2 separate regions of the Mus musculus genome follow, and region 2 is linked to region 1. The links are chromatin contacts, called in public promoter capture Hi-C maps. All regions are on one chromosome and are shown on one strand. Each heading gives the region's core, a stretch centred on a gene start, on an enhancer-like site or on the middle of the called end of the contact. The rest is flanking DNA. Distances are from core to core; before and after follow the strand shown.

The links. Promoter capture Hi-C pulls out the DNA fragments that hold promoters and counts their contacts.
Region 2: a contact with region 1 is called in a promoter capture Hi-C map of neural stem cells. The contact joins the enhancer-like site here to the promoter of 1700048O20Rik in region 1. A contact is called at or near these places in 2 of 39 promoter capture datasets (hippocampal neurons and neural stem cells) and 3 of 484 Hi-C or Micro-C datasets (cardiomyocytes and cerebral cortex).

The regions. Positions count from the first base shown.
Region 1 is chr9:121,934,229-121,940,327 of GRCm38.p6, reverse strand. It overlaps 1700048O20Rik (RIKEN cDNA 1700048O20 gene), which reads right to left and starts at 3,053. Exons shown (of 5, transcript NR_033553.1): 1 at 3,009-3,053; 2 at 2,166-2,352; 3 at 827-909.
Region 2 is chr9:122,224,001-122,230,115 of GRCm38.p6, reverse strand. The region is part of intron 11 of Ano10 (anoctamin 10); the gene reads left to right. Among named protein-coding and RNA genes, the nearest start is that of Mir8106, 47 kb to the left of the region's middle. Within about 2 kb of position 4,590, at least 27 of the 459 cell types and tissues checked have an H3K27ac peak or open chromatin away from gene starts, as enhancers often do. A contact at or near this core is called in neural stem cells, where this site is marked.

The DNA of each region.
Region 1 (6,099 bases), core at 1,804-4,303:
AAAGGATTTATTTGGCTTACATTTCCACATTGAAGTCCATCATTGAAAGAAGCCAGAACAGGAACTCAAACAGGGCAGGAACCTGAATGTGGAAACTGATGCAGAGGCTGGCTTGCTTCCCCTGCCTTGCTCAGCCTGCTTTCTGATAGAACCCAAGACCACCAGCCCAGGGCTGGCACCACCCACAATGGGCTGGACCTGACCTTATCAATCACTAATGAAGAAAATGCCTTACAGGCTTGCCTACAGCCTGGAGGCTTTGAAGGCATTTTCTTAATTGAGGCTCCCTCTTCTCAAATGACTTGAGTTTGTGTCGAGATGACATAAAATTATGCAGCACACATAGTATGCCCAAAGCCCTGCATTCAGTGCCCAGTCCAGTGTCAGGGGGAGGTGTGGGGAGGATATCATTGGCTGGAAAAATAGTCTAGTGAGTAAAATAGTTGTTTCACAAGCACGAACACATGAATTTAGATCCCTATCACCCACATAGAAGCTGGGGATGAGAGCAGGTATCTGCACCCCCAGTGTGGAGAGATGAGCAATCCCCATGGCTTTGGAAAGGGCACAAAGTAGAACAGCTTAAAGTATTAACATAAGTGATAGTCATATGAATGTATATATTTCAAAAAAGTGAGAGATACAGTTGAAACATGTGTGTCAGTTAAACCTCAGTGAGAAATTTATAAAATAAACAATAGATTAATGTAAATGTACTCATAGGTACAAGCTTGTATGTATATATGTACATATACATGTATGTGTGCATATTTGTATATATGTACATATATAGCATTGTAAACCCACACAGGTATGTACAGCTTACCTGAGGCTCTGCTTTTATGGTGATATCTTCCATGATCAAATCTTTCAGTTCTGTAGCAAATGCAGGCTTAGATTTTTCAGGACCTGAAGGTAAACAGAGAAACTATTAGTGACAACACTTGTCTTCTTCAGCATACAATCCTTGATTCATCCTGTTTTGAAGGCCCTGTGAAGTATTATTCGTCAGTTACTTCTTATCAGTAGCAATTCTAGTCTTAGCAAAAGTGAGATGGCAGGCACAATGGAGAAGAGGTTCATCCAGGAAATGTATAATGATAGCCTGTACTGTTAAAAGTATAATTTCAGTAATCCAGAGACAACAGCAAGGTACAGATACAAGAGGAATAAGTGTATACATAAAATCCAGTGAATACTGACAGACCTAAGAACCAGCCTAGCCCCTTGCTACTTAATAATAATTACTATCTTTTTTTGTAAAGCAAGTCAAACAATTTAAAGGTGGTTTATTAGGAATATTTTTATGTTTTCTGGCTAGAGATTGTGGTATATTTGTTCAATTTTATAACAGTAGCAGTGAGAAGGAAAACACTATCCTGTTAAAGAAATCTATGAACTTCACAATATGATTTCAAATATTCTAGTACAGGGAAGCAAAGCAGTCTCGTTTCTTAGTTATATTTTCTGCTCTGGGTAAATTCATCCTTTAATAATTAGAAAGTAAGCCTGCTGTCGTTCAGAGGAGTGGATGGGCGAGATTTGTGCTTGAAGATAATACCTGAGATGTGAACAACTGCCTGTGGCATGGATATCTAACAGATAAAAATATGAAGAGTATAAAGGACGGTACAAAGAGCTAAGTCAAGACATTTTTCATATAAACATCGAAAACTGTTAGATCCAACACACATTAGGTGCTTTCTTACAAATACCTTTTTGGGAATTAACATTAACACACTAATCAGCAGCACTAAGGTTTAAGTCATGGAAGACACCCTGACAAAAATGCCATGTCCTCCGCTGCCTTGTCCTACACTTCAGGTCCGCCTGCTTAAGGCCCACTGTGCCATTTTCCTGCACAATCTTCCTGCCTGCATCTCAAGCTGTTCTGCTCCAAGCCTCTTCCTCACCGACCCGGGTGTCACCCTCCCTGCCCAGCCTCATTGGGGCCTCCATGTCTCTCCCTGTAGTTAGGCTGTAGAAGCCTTTGACCCTCAGCGCCCTCTTCCCGCCCAGGCGTCGCGTCCACAGCGCCCTCTTTCCATTTCAGACCGCGCCCCTCTCTCCAGCACCCCGGTAGGCAAGCCTGGGGCCCAAGAGGACCACCTTCCCTCCCTCAGGTCCATGCCAACCAAGCCTTCCTCATGTTTCCTCACACTCACCTACGGAGGGATTCTAACGGCCTCTCACCATCCACGCTCTCAGGTTTTAAAGATTCCTGGCCCGGAAATACATCATCTCACCGACCGGCCAATCCTCTGTGAGTCTCTCTAGGAATCTTGGAGGACCCCATAATCTTGATCGCGCTGTGCGTGGTCTAGCGAGAGTCAGGCTTCTTGACAAAGCGACCTCGTCAGAGAGGAGGCAAGAGCAAGAAGAAAGGTTGTTTATTCCACTGAGCAGTGGGCAGTGGACCTGCCCAAGTGAACTTAGGAGCAGGAGGGCTGACTCCCTATTGAAGATGCTAAACATTTTCCCACCCTACATGGCTCACCCATACAAGGCTGCTTTTCTCTGTTTCTAACTGAAGTTCCTAAGCAGCGCTACAAACCCCTCAAAGCGGTGGCCCGCCCCTCCTTCCTGTCCCAGCCTACAAGATGCCCACAGGAGCTGTCAAAAATGACGTCTCCACAACACCTCTTCTGCCTGCAACTGACACAGGTGGCACATTTCCTTTCCCACCTCAGCAGGAGCTGTCTGGAAGAAGCAAGCACTCTGCAAATCAGTCCAAGTGGCAGCCAGCCCCTCCTTCCTGCTCCAACCTATAGCCAGTAAGATGCCCCTCCGGAACTGTCAAAGAATGGCAGCAAGAGGACATTTCCTCAGTCTGCAGGAGGCTCATCCCCTTTCCCGCCATCAGCAGGAGCTGTCCCTCAAGAGTTGTCTATGGTGGCAACACCTTTCTTGCCTCAGCCTACAGCCTTAGGAACTATCTATCCCACAGGAGCTGTCCACAGTGGCAGCACCTCCTCTCCACCTCCCCAGCAGTTCCACAGAGATGCTACCTCAACCAAAGCCACCTGCAGCCAGGAAGGACCTCTCATCCTAACCCATAGGTCTAATGCAGGGAAAAGGTGGTGGGGAAAAAAGCCACCAATCACTGAGCAGGAGAACCCACCAATCACTGAGCAGGAGAACCCACCAATCCCTGAGCAGGAGAACCCACCAATCCCTGAGCAGGAGAACCCACCAATCCCTGAGCTCCCCAAACTCAGGACTTGAAATCTCACCAATCCTCATCCGGGAAATCTCTGCTCTGAAAAGCTTTGCCTCCTAAGAAATTCTACATAAGCCCTGCCCTTTGTCCAATTCTCTGCTGTCTGCTTCTGGGAACAGAGGGCAGCCAGCCATGTCTGGATTCATCCCTCCTTACCCTGAATAAATCTCTTTCATGAGACTTTCCACCTATCGTGACTCTCTCATCAGGAAAAGCCAAGAAGCAATAAAAAGATGGAACCGAGTGAGAAAGTGGAGCAGGGCTACCTTCCCCTGGGAGCTACAATGCCTCTGCTGAGGAGGCTTCCTATCGGCCGTGTCTCAGGGTTCCCTTCCACTGGGATACCTGACCCTTCCCCCTCAGAACTGTGCGGTTCCTGGGCTTCCAAGGCCCAGGTTTCCCTGCCATCTGGGCAGAACCACTTACAAGGACCTATAGGAGGAGTCAGAGGTGTGGAAGATCTGAATGTGGCTGGATTCATTTAGAAAGTATGGATGCCTTCCAAGAAACCTTGAGGGCCAGTTGAACAGAAGTCCAGGCTTGAACTAAGTGATCTCATTGTGTACCACAAAGACATTTAACATTAAAAAAAAAAAGTGGTGCAAAAAATTTGTAGACTTATTTAGACTGGGCTTCCCAGATGCAGACTCAAGCACCAGCAATGGGCGTGCTTGCCTGGCTCCTGCTGCCACCTCTGATATCTCCGAGAGGGGTTGAGCTTTATACTGTTCTATCTCTTACTCATGCTCAACTTTTCTTTGTTAGAGTAGAGATGCAGAGACAAGGGATAAGCAACTCCACAGAGCACCTGCCCTCCCCCCACCCCTCACTTATAGACCTGTGTCTACAGGTCAGGAAAGAGGTAATGTGAGGCTCTAGAGATGAGAAAATGAGGTTAGCCATTTCTAGGAGAGCTGAGCTTGCAGTGAGGCCACTGTTTGCGGAGCAGGGTATTTCAGCTGGCAGGTGGTAAGAATCAGGGCATCAGCTAAGGTGTGGCACATGGGGACAAGATGTCACTAAATGTGACTTGGTGCCACTAGAGCTGATATTTTCTGCCGTTTGTTTTGTGATGGGTTGGGAGAGCAATGGGGCCAGACTTCAGGCATAGATTTCAGAGGGCTGCTTTGGGCTGAATTGGGATGTTGCCATGGAACAGATTTTGGAATTAGAGATTTTGGAGGAGCCAGATGTTGTTGCCATGACTTTTGGTGGTGTCCTGAATCAAGGGGTTCAGTCTGAAGAGGACAAAGGGCTTAGATAGCCCATATCTCATTTATTATTTTATGTGTACGGGTGTTTTACCTGCATGTCTGTGCACCGTGTGCATGTAGTGCCCACAAAGGCCAGAAAAGAATATTAGGTCCTTTGGAATGGAGTTACAGGTGGTTGTTAGATGCCATGTGGGTACGGGAAACCAAAACTCAGTCCTCTGAAAAAGCACCGAGTTCTGTTAACTGCTGCTCCAACCCCTGGGTTAGTTTAAACCACAGGTTCAGGTGCTGGAGAGATGACTTGGTAGTTAAGAGCACTTGCTGCTCTTGCAGAGGAACAGAGTTCAGTTTCCAGAACCCATGTCAGGTGGCTCACAACTGTCTATGTCTCCAGTGCTGTCTTCTAGCCTCCTGGGGCACCATACATATATGTGCATACACATGCAGATACACCCACACATACGCATAAATAAAAATAAATATGCTTTTGAAAGACAGGATACAAAGGCTAATAATAGGGAAATAAGGAGAATAAATAAAAGGGTAGCCAGCCAGGGTTGCCATCACCCCCATTGAACCATTGTGCTTACGAGGTGGGATGCTGGCAGGGTTTGGATGTTCTGCGTGCCATCTTCTTGCCATGTCTCAGTCTACCCTGGGATGGTTTATAGAGAAGTAGCACTCTTGCTGGAGGAAGAAATGGGTACTCTCTTTCTCTGTCGGAAGAAGATTCAGGGCTCTGTAATTTCTAAGAATGACACCTGCAGTGAGTCTCTTTGGTTCCAGATGGTTGTGATAATGGCAGCTATTCCATCTGGGATTTCAGAAACAGCCATGGAAAGCTTTTGGAAGTAAGAGAGTTGGGGAAATGCCAGCTGTCTGCACCAAGGACAGAAGAGATGCCTGAGACAAGAAGAGCCGTCAGTGGGAGGAGATTGGGGTTGAGGAGAGAATTGAGGCAAAAAGGGAGATCATTTCGGTTTGATCGTTGGGGAGGAATTCAGTGTCCATACATTGGAAAACAGAAGTACAGATGCCAGACCTGGGGGATAAACACAAGTTGATGTTCTACAGAAGAAATCTCCTGAATAGCTGAGACAAGAGTACAAAAAAGGGTATGGAGACATGAGAAATGTCTGAGAGAATACATCTCAGTTTTCTTGGACAGTGCTCTCATTTTTTTATTTTAAGATGAAATATTCTCCAGATAGGACAGCCTCAAGTTGGGTTGAAGGTTGTATAAGAACAAATTAGGGGCCCTTGTATACCTGGAGTTTAACCTCGAACAACATTGAGTCAACAGATGTGGTGATGAGTTGGGTTGAGTTGCCTGTATCCAAATACAGTACTGTATCCAAATACAGTAATGGTATAGTAGGTGCCAGAGGGAGGAAGGGGACAGTGGTGATGTGGTGTGGTGATGAGTTGGGTTGAGTTGCCTGTATCCAAATACTGTACTGTATCCAAATACAGTAATGGTATAGTAGGTGCCAGAGGGAGGAAGGGGACAGTGCAGGCAGAGAGTGGCTGAGGGAGTGTGGTGGTAGGTGGGGTCTGTTAGGCAGGGGTGAAAGAGTTCTTAAAGGACTAGGGACTGGAAATCTTCTCATTGTTTTTATAAATGGCTGGGTGCTGGATAGATGATGAGCAGAGGGGAAAGATTAA
Region 2 (6,115 bases), core at 3,341-5,840, 290 kb before region 1:
GGGTCGTTTCAGGTGTTTGTCATTACAAAGCTCTTCAGTAGAATGTCTATCTTTCCTGTCCTTTCTAACTGGATTTCTTTGCCTCTGTGTTTGAAGAGCTGCAGCTCTCTGGGTGGCAATTCTCAGCAGGGTGGGTAGTCTGTCAGATATAGATACAAGCTGCAGAGGTTGTGGGCTTTGCTGAAATCCTCTTCATGGCTTACTTGTGTTTGACTGTTTTTGAAACACCAGGAGAATTAAAGATAAAATTGAAGCACCACCCATTGTAGCTGTTTGTTTGTTGTTTGTTGTTGTTGTTTGGTTTGTATTTCTTCATACTTGCTTCCTTTCTTCTCCTCTTACTCACTCTTCAGAAATAGAGATGGTTTCTTGTTGTGAAAAGTATTAATGATTATTGAGATTACAATTAATTTGCAGGTTCTTCAGTAAGTGTTGTTTCCCTTCCTTTTACAAATATGCAGAGCCCTTGCTCCGCTTCTCCACATGACTCCAGAGTGGCTTCTCATTAGCATTTGTGTAGCAATGTGAACCTCCATATCCAGAACCACACGTGGGTGGAATTCGATTTTGTCCCAGTTATTGGTGGTAACATGTTTCCTAGAGACCATACGGGATTTCTCTGACACTGTGTATTTGTGTTCTCTGGTTCCAACAAGCCTGTCCTCGTGTGTCAAGTCTATCTTCGCTCAGTGCCTCCTGAGCTTCCATGCGTGAGAGGGTACCCCTTCCACCCTCTGTGCCTCTGTGACAAGCGGGGTCAGCCTTAGCAGTGAAGCATCCTGGCTGGTGCAGCACTGAGCCCCAGCAACAGAAGCTGGGGAGTGGGCCTATGAGGGAGGGAACCAGGCAGTTCAGAGCTCTGCCCGCAAGTTGGTTCCCTTCCTCTAAAGATGGAGTTGGGAAGAAAAAGTGCCAGCCTGCCTGCCTACAAGAGCATTGTAGGAACACCTCCATGTATCCTTTCCTCTGTGTGGAGGAGAAGGCCATACTCGTGATTTCCTGCTGCACGCACATATCTCACATCCACCCTCAGGTGAGAAGGAAATGACACCAAGTCCACTCACGTAGGGCACCCTGAAGCACACTATTCTCTCGTGAAAATGAAGTGGCCCATGGAATCCTCCACCAGTGGGAATTAGAGCTCACTCGGTACCAAGGCCTGTGTGGTGCCAGACTCTCGGCAGTGATGATCTGATGGTAAGGAGGAGTACTTCTGCACTCATGGTGACATGCTCCTGGAAGAAGGCACCACAGTGAGCTGCATAGAAATGCACAAATCAGTGACACATGTGAGGGGAAGAAATCAAGTGAGCAACTGAATAGGAAGTGTCCTGGGAATAGTGAGACAGTGCCAGGAAAGCCCTGACAAGAGGCTTGCCGGAGATGAGCATCCCAGAGCTAAGCATCCCTGAGATGAGCATTGAGTGAGAGTCACGATTAGAGTATACAGGAAGAGGCAGCAGAGCCAGCCTCCATCAGGCCAGGCCTGGCATGTGCGGGAAAGGAGAGGAGAGAGAGGTGAGAGAGAAGATTCCAGAGGCATTCAGAGTAGGAAGGAGCTCAAATAGTATGTTTTCAGGTTATGGCTTTTATCTGGGCGTGTGTGTGTGTGTGTATGTGTGTGTGTGTGTGTGTGTGTGTGTGTGTGGCTCGTTTTTCAAATGGAGTCGCTCTGTTAGCACAGAAGACTGTGGAGGAAGGGAGAATGGTTATTGCTGAGGTGACATGACCCATGTGTAAGGCAGGCAAGGTCTGGATAATGCTGGGAGCAAGCTGGACCAGTTCTGAAAGTTGAAGGCTATGGGGCACTACATACATTAAGTTGGAGGTTATAGGGCATTACATACATTAAGCTGCTCACTGACAGCTTTCATGAGCACTGGGCCTCAAGTACATTTATTACCAACATTTGAACAAGTTTTTTTTTTTCATGTTTTTCCTTGATTACTGACAGCTTAAATCTCTTTAGCCCTTGTAGCTATTCTGAGAAGGAAGGAGTGTCTGCTATTTACTGAAATGTGATGTTCATATGTCCACAAGTCTCTGGTTTGTTCTGAGCACTCACTATGTCATAGCCGGAGGAGGGGGAGGAGGAGGAGGAGGAGGAGGAGGAGGAGGAGGAGGAGGAGGAGGAGGAGGAGGAGGAGAAGGAGGAGAGGGGGAGGAGGAGGAGGAGGAGGAGGAGGAGGAGGAGGAGGGAGGAAGGAGGAAGTAGTCTCCTAGAGTTAGAGAGGTAGTTTACTGTTCTTGTAGAGGCCCCAAGTGGGTTTGTAACACCACATCTGGTGGCTCTGAATTCTGAGGGCACTTGTGCTCATATACACACCCACACAGACACACATGTACACATAATTAAAAATAGTAAAATAAGTAATCTCTAAAGTCCAACCTCAGCTCTTGGGACCATATTATTTAATTGCACATTGTAGTGCTATGCAAGGCTCAAGCAAACCACAGTGGCTGATGCTCCCTGGTTTCCTGTCTCTTGTGTGTTTGTCATTTCCTGGGATACCTGTCACAGAGTGAGTGTTTCAGCTTTGTGATCTGAAGGGGGACTCACTGAAAAGAGCACAGAGAAAAAAGGCAGTGTACCGTCTTGATGCGGAGAATGCCAACTGATACCGTGCTTGCCGCCAAGCTCAAAGAATGGGCTCTGGTGCAGTGTAACCTTGGCTCACAAGCACCTCAGCAAATCTCTGGAGACAATGGCATCTTTATGCTCAGTCATGTCATGCAGGAAACATTGTTGGGGGCATCTGGTCCAAAGCAATTCTTATGCCAAACAGAGAAGGGCTCAGGAATTCAGTGAATTTTTCTTCAGATCTGACTTTGCCATGGACAAGTGCTGTAAGAGAAACCCCCAGGCTGCCTGGGTTGTAGCACGTGCAGGAATCTCCATGAGCTTGAGTGTAAAGCCTTGCTGTGCGTTACTTCAGAGAGTGCTTTTATTATGTCTTCTGTCTTCATTTTGCTAAAGCAAATGAGAACCGTGTGTGAGGCATTCAGAGGAACTTGTTTAAGATTTCTATCATCAGGACTGCTCGTTGCCAAGCATGAGGGTCAGGGTTCAGGTCACCAGAACATAAGTAAAAACTGAGGTGTGTGGTGGCTCACCTGTGACTGCAGGACATGGTAGGGCAGAGACAGGAGCTCCACACAGCACTCTGGCTAGTTAAAGAGCTGGCTCTGGGTTCAGTGGGAGACTCTGCCTCAGTATATAAGCTACAGGGTAAGATGACATCTGATTCCTACCTTAGGCCTCTGCACACAAGCGTGTGCATGCATACAAACACAAACACATGTGTACCTGCTCATAGACATATATTTACACATGCAAACATGCACATATACACATACACACATATGTGAAGAAATATTTTTATTATTCCTATGTTAGAGCCTTGAGATTAGTATGTGTGTTTGTGCATGTACGTGTGTATGTGAGCACTCAGTTGTGCCTATATATGCGGAAGATAGTGGTTTTGTTGCCGTCTGTCGCTTCCTGCCTTCTTGAGAGAGGGCCTCTCACTGACCCTGGTAGATCAGCTGGCTAACCAGCCCCCAGGATTGGCCTGCCCCACTTCTCAGCCCTGGGGTGATAGGTGCACATGTAAGCACATGGATTTTATGTGGATTCTGGGGATTTGAACTCTGGTCCCTGTACTTGCACAGCAAGTGGTGCACCTTAGTTCACATTTTAAAGCTGTTGACTTGACAATGATTTTCTGTCATTTCTCATTTTTCTTACAAATGGAGAGAAGTAATCTGGTTTAAAGAAACCAAACCCCTCTGAATGACAGTTAAAATACATATTTTGCCATAGCCATAGCTGAGGTCAGCTTGGGGCCTGTCACACTGCCTGTCCGTCATCAGTTTGCAGTTTTAGTGGTGCTGATCCACCTTCTCCTGGTGCTGCTGCCCCTGCCATCTTGTGTTAGTACTGATTTTGTTCACCCACTAACCCCCAGTGCTTGATCTATATAACAGGCGCCAGCTACGGTGTGAACAGCGGCCTAGTTCAGGTTTGTAGCACAGACAATCCTTCTGAGTCTACCATAGCATCATCTGAGCAGACACAGTTTTGACAGGACGGTGACTGATGCTGATGATCTTAATGGCTCCTCACTGGCAGAGCAGCCCAGGCTGCTCAGAATCCCAGGCTGAGCTTGGCTAAAACAGCTTGAATCTAATTACTGCTGTTTTCCGAATGCAGTTTCACACACGTGAGGAAGTTAATTTCTTACCTCGGGCTTGAGGCTCACTTTTCCTTTGCCTTCAGTCTGTCCTTCTCCTCCTCCAGATACCTGGGTCACTGGCTGGCCTAGGTCTGTCTCCAGCCCTATATTCTGTCCTTGCTGGGTGAGATTTCCATGGCTCTTAAATGAAACAGGTTTGCCGACTCTGCACATCGCTCCTTCTCGGCTGTGGGGATGGATGTTAGAGGAGAGGCAACTGTAGTGCTTGATTTCCCAGGAAGAAACAACCAGACCAGCACCGAAAGTCAGAGCAAGTCCCTTTCAGGACACTGAGCCTGAGCGGAGATGGGTAGTAGTATTTGTTGGTATGTTCTACACCACTAGAGGGAGCCCTGTTGTTCTGATTTCCGAATCCTGAACCCATCATGCCTATGGCTGTGGCATGGTGGTCCCCTGGTAAGTGCTTGTTGAGCTCCCTCTGCTCTTCATGCCACTGGACACTGCATGCAGCATAGCTTGGAGTATGAAGACACAACATACGAAGAGCAAGGGCAAGCCAGGCTAGCTCCTCCTCAGGCCAGGGGGAGTTTAGGGGAGTCCGAGTCTATGGAGAATGTCAGAGCTGGGCCCTGCTCAGACCTCTGCTCCAGGTCAGCCTCTAACTCTAGACAGAGGTCAGGTCTGGGAATTTTTCCCAACATCCAGACTGTTGCATTGGCATAGTTTAATGGTGAATGAGGACTCACTGTGTGTGCATGTGTTGCTGTGTATGTACAGGGTCTTACATACATGTAGCAAGGATTAAATAGTACATAGGAATGAGTACAAGAAAACCACCGTATGTTTTCAAATATCATGATTTGTGTGTTGACCGCTTTCCCCTTCCCTCTCCCTGGAAGTGGATGAGAGCAAGGATTGAAAGTCAGGAATGGCATTAGCAGACACCACTTACATAGCGTCATGTAGTCCGGGCAGCCAGGCTGGAAGGTGCAGAAACAGGAATAAGCTGGTTGCCTCTGTGCCACACCAGGGGCCTGGAATTCTGCAGGCATCGTGTCTGTTCCCACCTAACCTTCCTGTGAACCCGAAGGAGCTCCTTTCCTCTTCCTCCTCCTCCTCTTCCTCCTCCTCCTCCTCCTCTTCCTCCTCCTCCTCCTCTTCCTCTTCCTCCTCCTCCTCCTCCTCTTCCTCCTCCTCTTCCTCCTCCTCCTCTCCCTTCCTCTCCCTTCTCCTCCTCCTTCTCCTCTCCTTCCTCCTCCTCCTCTCCCTTCCTCTTCCTCTTCCTCCTCCTCCTCTTCTTCCTCCTCCTCCTCTCCTCCCTCATCTTTCTTCTATTCCTTTTCCCTCTCCTCCTCCTCCTCGTTTTTTTTCTTCCTGGGACATGCAGGAGCAGGTCTCACCTGCTGACAGTGCACAGATGCACTCCCTCTCCAGGAGGCCACCTTTTTCACTGTATGTTTTCCTTTCATCAGTTGGGTTTGGAGAGGTAGGTTGGCCTTTTGCAGGGGCATTGGAAACCCCCTATGACCAGCATGCCTAGCAGCTTCCTTGTAAGGAACAGGGGAAAGCTCTTGTCATCTTCCTGTTGTACACATATAAATAGTGGAGGGCCGGTCCTCCATGCCTTCCCCAGCTCACATGCAGAATGAGGTTGCCACACTTCATGCCTTGTGAAAATACATAAGTGGAGGATTTTGCACTACTTAAGCCCTTTACAGTAATTACCAGATTGTTAATGCTTGATTCACAAGTGGAAATTTACTTTAGAGGCTTCCAGTCTCCCAGTCATTGTGTATAAGCACAACTATTGTGCAACAAAACTGGAAATTAGTCAACATCAAGATGCCCATGTTCACATTAACTCAATTCATCAGTTTGTGTGTTTCCTTAGATTATCTCATAGTAAAAAATGTTATCAA